2 separate regions of the Rattus norvegicus genome follow, and region 2 is linked to region 1. The links are chromatin contacts, called in public Hi-C maps. All regions are on one chromosome and are shown on one strand. The core of a region is the stretch at or near the end of the contact, and the rest is flanking DNA. Distances in the headings are between cores, read along the strand shown.

The links. Hi-C and Micro-C count contacts between places; a contact is called where the count stands out from the background.
Region 2: a contact with region 1 is called in a Hi-C map of hepatocytes, with 2.1 times the contacts expected there. The contact joins the enhancer-like site here to the promoter of Cd24 in region 1. A contact is called at or near these places in 5 of 12 Hi-C or Micro-C datasets (Schwann cells, frontal cortex, hepatocytes and 2 more).

What each region holds. Positions count from the first base shown.
Region 1 is chr20:48,654,141-48,659,654 of GRCr8, forward strand. Cd24 (CD24 molecule) reads left to right here and starts at 2,337. Exons shown (of 2, transcript NM_012752.3): 1 at 2,337-2,480. The coding sequence starts at 2,412.
Region 2 is chr20:49,219,542-49,225,055 of GRCr8, forward strand. No RefSeq gene overlaps it. Among named protein-coding and RNA genes, the nearest start is that of Crybg1, 18 kb to the left of the region's middle. Within about 2 kb of position 2,245, at least 2 of the 93 cell types and tissues checked have an H3K27ac peak or open chromatin away from gene starts, as enhancers often do. A contact at or near this core is called in hepatocytes, where this site is marked.

The sequences.
Region 1 (5,514 bases), core at 1,087-3,586:
AAAAACTGAGGTAAGTGGTAAGGTTCCTTTTAGTAGTGACTTGAACTGTCATTGGCTAAGAGAAAAGCAAACTGTGGGACGCTGGAGGAGAAGGAAGAATGCTCACCAGAGCCAGCTGGAAGCAGAGCTTCTAGAGTCTTATACTTGAGGCTTTGGGTCATAGGTCAGGACACCCTCCTCTGGGCACAGAATGGCTAACATCCTGTGAACACAAAGTTCCAGGGGCCCTTCTGGGCAGATAGGGAAAGGGGCCTTGCTCCAAATTCTGCGGAGGACACGAGTCCTGTACACCTCATCAGTTTGGGGCTGCGGCTCAGCTTGTTTCAAGTCACACAGAGAGGTCAACAGAGAAGGTAGATGCTTTCTGTTTCCTGCTACCTCCGCCAAGGAGCAGATGCCAAGGGAGAGAGCTCAGAGGCAGGCACTGGAGCCCTTATAGACACAACAGTCCTTTGTTGTTTGTTTTTGAGGGTCTTGCTTTGGAACCGTGGACAGCCTGGAACTTGGTCATGTAGACCAGGCTGGCCTTGAACTTGCGGCAGCGATCTTCCCACCTGTGCCTTCTGAGAGCTTGGATTCCAAGCAAGCATTACCACCGCTGGCGTACAGCAATTACTCAATAACTCATTGGCTACAGTAGCACCGTCCGCTCCGTTTTACAGGGGAAGACGCCCCAGCATTTTGCTCGCAGTAAAAAAAAAAAAAAGTCTCACAGCATTTGAGCCAGGATACCTGGCTCCAGAGGCTGTATTGTTGGCTACCTCACCAGCACATTTCCTTAAGCTAATACCAAGAGAAGGGGCGGGAGACGAAGTAAGAGGAAGGAGGGGGAAGAATGGAGAACTGAGGAGAGGGGCAGAAAAACAATCGGAGGGCAAAACCTGGAGCAACAGCAGGAGAAGTCCCCTAGTCTGTCCCGGAGAAGCTCTGAAGACCCGGGCGGGCGCTTGGGATTAGGCGCCACCCTCGGTGAGGAGCCGGGAGCTGGGCACAGAATGACCTTTCTATACAGTGTGGTAACTGTTAGACAGGAAAGTTCACTGGCGCTATACAGAAATTCCTGTGTGTCCAAGCACATCTCACACGTGGAAAGTTACTGAGCGGCTGTGGCTGACCCGGTAAGGCTCAGGCCAACGCAGCCACAAACCGACGACTACGGAGTCCATTGTCAGCCTGCACCCATAAAACTCTGCTTTTACGAGGCTGTTCTGCAAAAAATTGAAATTTAAACAAATTTCCACCGTTGCTAGGTTTGTTTTGTTTGGCTTTTTACGGGCCGCAAAACACGTGGGCTACCACTTTAAATAGGAAGGTCCAGAACCCTGTGATTAAAATTTAAAAATATTCCACCACTAAATAATTTTCAAATTTGCTTTTGAGTTCTCACAAAGGAAGAGGGTCGAAAGAAAGATTCCATTAAAACGTACAGACCGATGACTGCTCTTTTTGCATCGGTTCGTCAAAATGACTTACACGGCAGCTATGGAGGAAAATGGCTTGAGCAAGTACTGGGCAGAACAAGCGCGTCCCCAGAAACGTGGAGATTATTTGGACCGAAACTCAGTCCCTCTCAGTGTCCCGCCCCGTGGCCGTGCGCAGTTGGCTGTTCCCTAGGTCCGGGTGGATGCTGCGGGGGGTTTGCCCGGGTGCGCTCTGCTGAATGCAGCACTAGACCAGCTCAAAACACAAAGCAAGCAGCCGAGCGAGGGGCGGCCGCCCAGCCGAGCATACTCACGGCTGGGGTCCGGGATCCCTGCGATCCCTGCGATCCCTGCGATCCCTGCGGTGCAGCCGCCAAGGGACAGCGCGAGGCGGCGCCGGGTCTGCTCGCCAACCCCACGCGCCACGGCCCAGGGACCTGCCAAGCCTGCCCAGTTCCCCCCTGCAGCGGGCACTTGAGAAAACCCAGCCCCGAGCTCCGCGCAGTCTGCGCGGCGCCCGCGGCTTCGACTTTTCCTGTTGGGGGGTAAGATGGCAGGGCCGGGGAAACAAAGGAAACTTAGGCCGGGCGGCGTGTGTGGTTCGTGTGCTCGCCCCGGGTCCCGTGTGGGAGTCGCCAGCGCCTGTGCACGCTGCCCGCCCCGGGAAACCCTAGCTGGGTCACAGCCCCGGGCGTCCGCCCACCTGCCGCGCTGGCCGCCTCGGGACATCCCAAGTCACCCGGGCGGGCTCCGAGCAGGCGGCGGGGGAGGGGGCGAGAGCGGCGCAGGGGGGTGGGGAGCGGGGAGGCGGCAGGGTAGGAGGAGAGCAGGGGTGGGCGGGCGCCGCACGTCACGGCTATTGTGGCTGTCCCGGTATATAAGGTCCCGCCGGCCGGCCGCGCTCCCCACCTTGCCTGCGTCCGCGCCAGCCGAGCACATCTCCACGCACCGAGCATCCAGAGAGTCGCGCCGCGCGCCGACGGAGCGGACATGGGCAGAGCGATGGTGGTCAGGCTAGGGCTGGGGTTGCTGCTTCTGGCACTGCTCCTACCCACGCAGGTGAGACCCTGCTCTCGGTGTGGCGTGGGGCCGCGTCCTGGGGGCGTGTGTGTGTGTGTGTGTGTGTGTGTGTGTGTGTGTGTGTGTGTGTGTGTAGCAGGGGTGAAGTCCCTACCTCCGGCCACGCACAGGGGTAGGGAGAGAATTTTATGTGACTTGGGGAACTCGTGGAGTGGACTCCCTAGAGAGAGCCCCCCCTCCCCTCCCACGGAGGGTCTTCGAGCTCCCTGCGAACCACACAAAGAGAGGGGACGGTCCCCTTCGGGGGAGCGTGGCACACGCCCATTCTCCACCGTCCAAACTGGTTTGGAGATCGCCCAGGAATCCCTGGTTGTGGCTCTGTCTTCCACCGGGGGTTCTCAGTCCTGAAGCTAGGGACCTCCCGACGCCACAAACTCCCGCGGTGCGACCCCACACCTCCATCCCTGGCCACCTTAGGGGCCCCATCTCAGCCCAGACCCAATGGCACTGTAGAGACGGAGGGCAGGACTCCAGTGTCCCGATTCTCCGCCAGGCTTTGTCCTAGTCCACAGCCGTTTCCTCTCTTAGATTTGTCCCGGGTACAGATCTCACCCCCCAACACCATGGGTGGCGCTGCTCTAGCTGCCTTAGCGAAAGGGTGAAGGAGCCGCGCCCAGAATGAGACCTGAGCCTGGGAGACCAGGGCGGGACTCGGAGAAGCAGACCGTGGCTTTCCACAGCCTTCGGTTCGCTCAGGGATGTCCCTCGGGCTTCGCCCCTGAAAAGTTGGGCGCGCCAGATTTTCGGACCCTAGAGATCCAGGCTCCGGGCTCACCTGGGAGAGCAGCCCAAGAGCTTGGAGCGCGCTTCGTCTTCCCCATCTCAGGCAGGGTAACTGTACCCCATTGTCTTCTCTGTGGGTTGGCTGTGCCCCGGGGCCTTTCTCAGTCCTCCCGAACCCCCATCTAGGAGGGGCTCAGCATCCCGAAACTGGTTGGTCTCACCCGGATTCCCTTCTCAGCTCCCTTCCCCATAGAAATGTTGAGAGGGAGGTGTTGGTTAAGCAAATCAAGGGAGCTTGGTGGAGAACTGTTAAGTGCCAATTTAATAATTAACATGTAAAAATTGGTTGTTGGTGTTGGAGAGGACCTCTAGACACAGATTGAGCATTGGGCTCCGTTACTATTATTATTATTATTATTATTATTATTATTATTATTATTATTTAGGGTTTTTTTTTTGTCACCTGCAGTAGTAAAAGATCTTTGTAAAAATAAAGAACGGTTACTTTCGGGTACCCATAGGACAGGCTCCGTGTTTTAAACAACTTAGCATATTAAGGTTTTCCTTTTTTTTTTTTTTTTTTTGTGGGAATGCCACTTCCTGATCGGACAGGGTCTTATCTTGACACACAGTAGGCCCCCAGTAAGTCTAAGTGTCTGGATCAGGATTTTGGTGTGCGCAAATCTACTTTGGATACGATTTGCACATTTCTTTAGTCAATATTTGCTTAATGGCCTTACGGCTGGAGAACAAAAGGAGCTAATGCAGACACAGGCGGGCTTATCTTGGGATCCAGGGGCGGCCGAAAGTACCTGTGGCTAGATTCTTTACTTGGTGCCACGTCGCCCTCCCTCTTGCTTGTAATCGGAAGCTCTAGCAAGCCCTGGCAAACCCTCCTTTCAGTGAGGGCTGAAAACTCGGATCAGCCTTTGTTCCGTGACAAAGGAGAGTATCACGTGCCTCGCCGGACTGTGCTTTTCAAGGCTTGCAAAACCAGCGGCGAATATGCCACTAGGTTGCTGGGACACAAGAGGAAGCCTCGGTTCTCGGCCACAGAGTCTAGCCAGTCACCAGGCAATGAGCTGGTGAAATTTAATACCAAACCCTGTCTTACGTGCGGGGTGGGGGTGGGGATGTTTTAACCGAAATCCTACTGCCGTAGAGCCAGTATTTTTTGAAATTCAGATTAAATTAATTAATTAATTAATTAAATTAATTCTTGTTATTCTTAGCCTCCGAGCCTGTGCTTACTAGCAAATGTTCTGCCACTGAGTGGCATCCCTAGGTGGGCAGTTCCCACTTTTTCAATTTAAGACAAATTTTTTTTGGTTTTGGTAAGGGTTATAATTTCAAGATTTCAAAGGAGCAGATATATGCTTTTAAGTTTAAATGTTAAGATATTTCCTTAAGGCAATGTTTCCCGGGCTGTTCGAAGCCAGAGACTCAGCACAACCAGGATGGGCTGTGATCCCACAAACTCACAGATCTCATTCACCTGACAAAAGTGTGTGCAGACACACATTCCCTACGACCCCCACCCTCCACCACATACAAGGTTTTGATTGTTTTTGAGATAAGCCCCACTTATCCAACTATGTAGTGCTGACTGGGTTGGTGTTTTGTTTTTTTGTTTGTTTGTTTGTTTGTTTTTTGTTTTGGTTTTTGGGTTTTTTTGGTAGACCAGAACTTAGAGAGACCTGCCTGCCTCTGCCTCCTCCTGAAGTGTCAGGATTTACATGTGCCACAATTCTTGACCACATGTAAATCTTTCTTTCTTTCTTTCTTTCTTCCTTTCTTTCTTTCTTTCTTTCTTTCTTTCAGAATCAAATCTCATTATAGATGGTTGTGAGCCACCATGTGGTTGCTGGGATTTGAACTCAGAACCTCTGGAAAAACAGTCAGTGCTCTTAACCTCTGAGCCATCTCTCCAGCTCAGGTTTTATTTTCTTGAGACAGAGTCTAGGCATAAAACCCAGGCTGGCCTTGAGGTCTAGATCTCTCGGGTTTCATTCTCTGGTGCTAGGGTTACAGATCAGAACTACCGACCTGGCTCAATTACAGTATTTTAAAGATCAAAAATTTTAAGTAACTTTAAAATATCCCCATGTCTAGGGAAACCAGGAAACCTTGCCTGCAATGCTAGCCAATCCTATACTACGGGAACTAGATTAAGCAGATACTTTATTACACTGTGCAGAACTAGAAACTGTTACTCTTGCTCTTAGCATCTGTGGTCCGGAGAACTCTTTGTTTTTGAGACAGACGATCTCATGTAGCTAAGGCTGGCCTC
Region 2 (5,514 bases), core at 995-3,494, 570 kb after region 1:
CATGCAGTCTGATGTTTGCTTTAAAAAGTTCACTTCTGGGGGCTGGGGATTTAGCTCAGTGGTAGAGCGCTTACCTAGGAAGCGCAAGGCCCTGGGTTCGGTCCCCAGCTCCGGAAAAAAAGAACCAAAAAAAAAAAAAAAAAGTTCGCTTCTTTTGTTGATGTTTGGGGTGACAGCTTGTTGGATTGTCTTAATAGAACATATTTTATTTACTCGTTAACAATTTTACACATTTAAACAATGCATCTTGGTCACATTTACCCCAGCTTCCCCTCCTCCTAGCCCTCTCCTCTTCCCCCTCCCTCCCGCAGGCAGGCATCCCTGACCCGTCCCTCTCCCCACCCCATGTCCTCGCCTTTGTGCTTCTGTTAGTAACCCAGCGTATCCAATCGCTGCTGCCTGCCGGGATGTTGACTGAGCTTGTTGACTTGATCTCATGCAGGTAATCACAGTTACAGAGAGCTCACGGGGGTGGGGGGGGGGTGGGGGTGGCACACTGAGTTCACAGGCTCACCAAGCATGGCGTATCTCAGAGAGAGCATTTCAGGGCGCAGCTCCCCGTCCGCCATCTTGTCAATCCTTCCTGTTCCTCTTCCGAGGTGGTACCCGAGCTTTGGGGAGGAGGAGGTTTGATAGCGATGTCAGATTTAAGACTGAATATTCAGCAGATACTTATTCTCATCTCTTTGACAAGTTGCGAGTCTTCGGCGAGTTATGGTAAACGCTGTAGAGAGAAGCTTCTTCGGCTAAGGTTGGGGAAAACACTTGTTGATGAGCACAAATGTCTAGAAGGAAGTTTGGCAGCATCATCATTCACCACAAAAGAGTAGTAGGCTTCTCCCTAGGCCCTCTGACCTTCCGACCCATGGGCTTTTGCACAGATTGACAGTGGAGCAGGACTTAACTCTGATCCAAATGCAGCCGATTACCCCCATAACCTTTGGGCCATTATTGTTTTGGTTTGGTTTGGTTTGGTTTTGTTTTCTGATTTGTTTTGAAGGTCTTGAAGTCTTGATCTTCCCGCTCCAGCCTCCCAGGCGCTGGGTTTGCAAGCTGCTTTGAGTCCTAATAGATGCATCGGTGTAAATAAAATTCCAATCTAAACCATTCTTGCGATCAAGAAGTCCTAAGTTAGGCTGTGTTCTTTGACTGAACAAAAAAGGGGCAGAGGAGATGTTCTGAGCTGAGCATGGTGGAAGATGCCCGTAACTCCAGCTCTGAGGAAGATGAGGGAAGAGGGCTTCGAACCCATGGCTAGCCTTGGTCACAGATAGATCTTGTCCCAGTCGAATACTTGTTTAAAAACAGTTCCGAGGGCATTTCCAGATTGGTGCTTTCCAGCAGCGGCTTCAGGTGCCCTCCACTTTAGAGTTCTCCCTAGCCGACATTCTTTATGAAGGAGCGGATCAAACGGCTCATCTGACCTGCGCCTGCACTGCTGTTTGACATAACCTTAGCCTCATGCTTCATTTAGAAACCAAGCTGGCACTCAGTGTGCTCTCTCTGGTCTTCCTCTAGCAACACTCCTAGATACTACTTTTCACTCGTTCCTAGACTAAATCAAGCTTGCCTCTGTCCTTCCTTTCACACCCGGCATGGTGGTGACAGGATTGGAAGATCTTTGTTTGCTTTGTGACAAGGTCTCCTGTAGCCCAGGATCAAACCAAGTAGCAGATGACTCTGAACTGCCGATCTTTTTCCTGCCACCGTGCTTGGGTTACTTTTAATCTTCACAAATAGAAACCTGCCCAGTATCTGACGCTATGAGTTGGAATCTAGAGTTCTGTAACTTAGGCATGGAAATTCAATATGTGGAAAATAGCAAATGGTGTATTAAAACCAGGCCGACAATCCACTTAGAACAAGCAGTCTGCTTTCACAGGGGGTTACTGTGGAGACGAAGCACTGTGGTGAATGGGTAGGCTATGCCACGGGGAAGACAGCCACAGTAGCACGTGAGGCAGTGTCAACATCTGGCTGCCCCAACACTCAAGCAACTGCCTTTGTTGTGTTCTCCTGACAGTGCATGGAGTTATGTCCCACGGTTCTGGGTAAGGAGACCAACCCACATAGTTCACGGCTGATGCGTGATCTGCATTTGCCTCACCTCCCTCACATCCCTTTTCCAGAACAGGACAGATCTGAATAAATAGCCCAGCGATCTATAATTCACACACCTCCATAAGCATCGCAAATGAGAAGAAAGGTCACTCTTATTTCCTAATGCACTGGTCATGTCCTCTCTTGCAAAACCCCACTCTTCTGTAAGAGTTATGCAATGCCCTTTATTTACTACAGCTACAAAATGCTTATCCCGCATAGCACGCAGATGTGTCACAGCTTAGCTCCAGAGCAGAGCCTCGCGCAGGCAACTTCAAGCATGGGTGTTGCTCAGATTAGTTATTTAGGCCAAGCTAGGGAGGGAGGAATGACAAGGTATGGCCGAGAAACCGTATGAAAATTTATGATGCGTTTTACGAATTAGATCTGAAACCCAATGAGCGATGGTAAAATCCACAGTAAAGCAACTGAGTCTTTTTTTTTTTTCCCTCGTGTGCGTGAGAGTTTGCCTACGTGTATGTACATGGTCTGTGAGAGCAAAAGTCATGTTATAAGTTGTAACTGCTGTGCCTAAGAAAGCATGATACAGAAATGCCTCTAACCTGTAAGCCCCTTGCCGAAGCACAGATACGTCCTGAAATGCCCGAGGCCCTTGCTGATTGGATGAAACGAGCCACGTGTTTTTACTCCCTTAAACAAGCTTGTTGTGCTTGATCTCATGTGGGCAGGTTGTGTGTGAGCAGGATGTACGCTTGTCCCTGATAGAACCTGGCGGGAAATATAGCGGCCCCGCGGCTTTGTCCTTTTAAGCCTCTGAGACATGGAGTTGCATGGCCAAGTACGGACCCATGTAGGGAGCTTGCCGGAGTCCATCCACCTGCCCAGTGTCTAATCAAAGCTTGCTTCAAATTTGGGGTTAAATTTGTGATAGTGGTCTTATTCTGAACTGGTGGGTTTAGCATTTTCTGGAGGACCCAGCAAGATTCAGATCACCTACCCAAATTCTAAAACTGGGCCTTCATCCTGGAACTCTAGGACGGAGAAGCCACGTCAGGAGGCATGTGCCTTGAGGCTGTCCCAGGCTCCGTGGCTGCCTTTGGTTTGCGGATTATTGGGGTGAACTCTCATGCTGAGAGATGTAGCAAGCACCAATAGAGGTCTCCTCATGAGTCACAGTCTGTTCTGTTCTCTGGGATCCTGGTCTAGGGACGTGCAGGGAATTGAAAAGGACCCCAATATTTTCCAGGGCAAATACTATGCCATCACCTGGCTGCCTGGTTTTGATTGGTTAGAATGTTCTATGTCGTGTATGTGGATTGGTCTGCGTTTCTTGGTGGGTCTTTACATTTGGTTACACACATGGATCTGAGACAGAAATAGATACCATTTTTTTTTTGTCTCTGTTGCCACCAGACCCCAACCACTACCGCTGCCATGACTGCTTTTAGGGAAGGGGCTCAGATTTATTTCCAAGTTCTTGGTCACTGAATTCAGGTCTGCAGGAACCCAGATGTCTTTTGGGTGTGCATAATGTTGGAGTTGTTTTATATTTTCTACTTTACTGAAAAGCTGGCTCTTGAGTCGGTTTATGGCTCTCCCTTCTCTAGACCCAAGCATGTTTAAAACTTTGATCAATGTCCTGTGTTGGTCAATTCACCTGGCAGTGTGACAGAGAGAAAAGAGCAAAGCAGGGCAGCCAAAAAAACTAGACTGTGTTAATGTGAACATTTGGTGCCTCAAGATTTGTAAGTTAATTTTGTTGAGTATGGTTAAAAATCTGTAACATTTGTGGGAAAAGTTAAGTAAAACTCGTAACAGAATTGATAGTTAAAAAATGTATGCATTAAGTGATCTTAAAGGAACCATGTGACACGATTCCATTGTGGGGTATAAGTAACATGTGGCTTGCCACCATCTTTAGGCAACCACGTGGCTGGTTGTCATCACTGATAGGGTTGGAAAGGGTAGATGTCATGTGACTTCACCACCATCTTTGGGCAGCCATGTGTGAAATGGAAATTTCTGGTTTCTTTGGAGACTCAGTTGTGTCATGTGCTGTTTTTCTGGAAGCAATGTTTTGCTGAAGCAGACATGAGAGGGTGTTTTGTTGAGAACAGACCCATGGTGGTGTTTTTCTGGAAGCTGCCTTATAAAAGGGCATGTGATATTTTGCTGGAGCAAATGCTTGAGGGGTTTTGTGGTGTTTAGAAAGAATATACATATAATCCCACTTAGAGGGAGAGAACTCTCTCACACTGGTTCACCTTCGCAACGCTTTGCTGGCCTTCTCGGACAATGCTGTTGCATTGGTTCACCTACACAATGCTTTGCTGGCCTTCACGGACAATGCTCTTGCATTGGTTCATCTTGCAACAGTTTGCTGGTCTTCACTGATCTTTGACTGCTGTGGCTTATTAGAGAGAAAAGTGCTAAAGAACTTCTCATGGTATTCTGACTGCTTCTTGCCACTTCCTCAGTCTTGTGCCAATTTGCAGGAGCCTTGCAGTTTCTTCTGGATTGAGCAACTGATATTTATTCATATTTGGTGTTTTGGACTGGTCTGCTGATATCCTGACAACAAAGATCAGAATTGCCCCTGAAGAACTAATTCTAAAAAGGTCCACAACCCTCATTTCCTACTAACTTTTCCTTTTCCCTTTCTCTGGAAGGAAGGTTGAAGTGTTTAAGAACATTTATTAGTGTAGGTCTTGTAAGCCTACACATGTGGCTGAAAGCCATCTTTTCTAGGCTTAGAGAAGACAGATGTTCACAGCCATCTTGATTAAAGATGACCACATGGGCTGACCCAACTAAGAAGGTAACAATAGATCTCTAAGACATTTTGGGTTAGGATGGACTTTCATGTGATAATTCCTGTCATGCAAACAGAGATTTTGAAAGATAGGATTTTTAAAAGAAATGCCTGTTTAGTAAAGTATTAAAGCTATACACCCACGCATTCCCATGTAAGAAGGTACCTTGTATTGGCAGCCAAACTTTGTAGCATGAAAGCAATCCAGGTGGTATTGATTTTAAAGATATGAAGGAGCCATGGAGAACAGCAGAGGCTTGCCCGTGTGTGACAGGGATGGGTTCTCACAGAAGATCCAGATGCAGTCTTGGAGATGTCTGTGTCACGTGAGAGTCACCAGGGATACCACCCACAGTGAAATGGAGCCAGCTTGGATCTAGAAAGCAGGCTAAGTATATGCTGCCGAGGGTGGGGCCAGAGCGGTGACCCAAGCCCCTCAGAAAAGCCCATAGGATTATGAACGAATCCCAAATACTAAGCATTGAATTGTCTGCACTATCAGAACTTTGTTCTGCCTCCTATAGATGGTGGTTGTACCCTGTATCTTCCCACTTGGAGTAAAAATGTGTACTTTACTTTTGATGTTGCAGGAGCATACAGATGAGAGATTTTAATCTTAAGAAGAAATTTTGGAGTTTTAA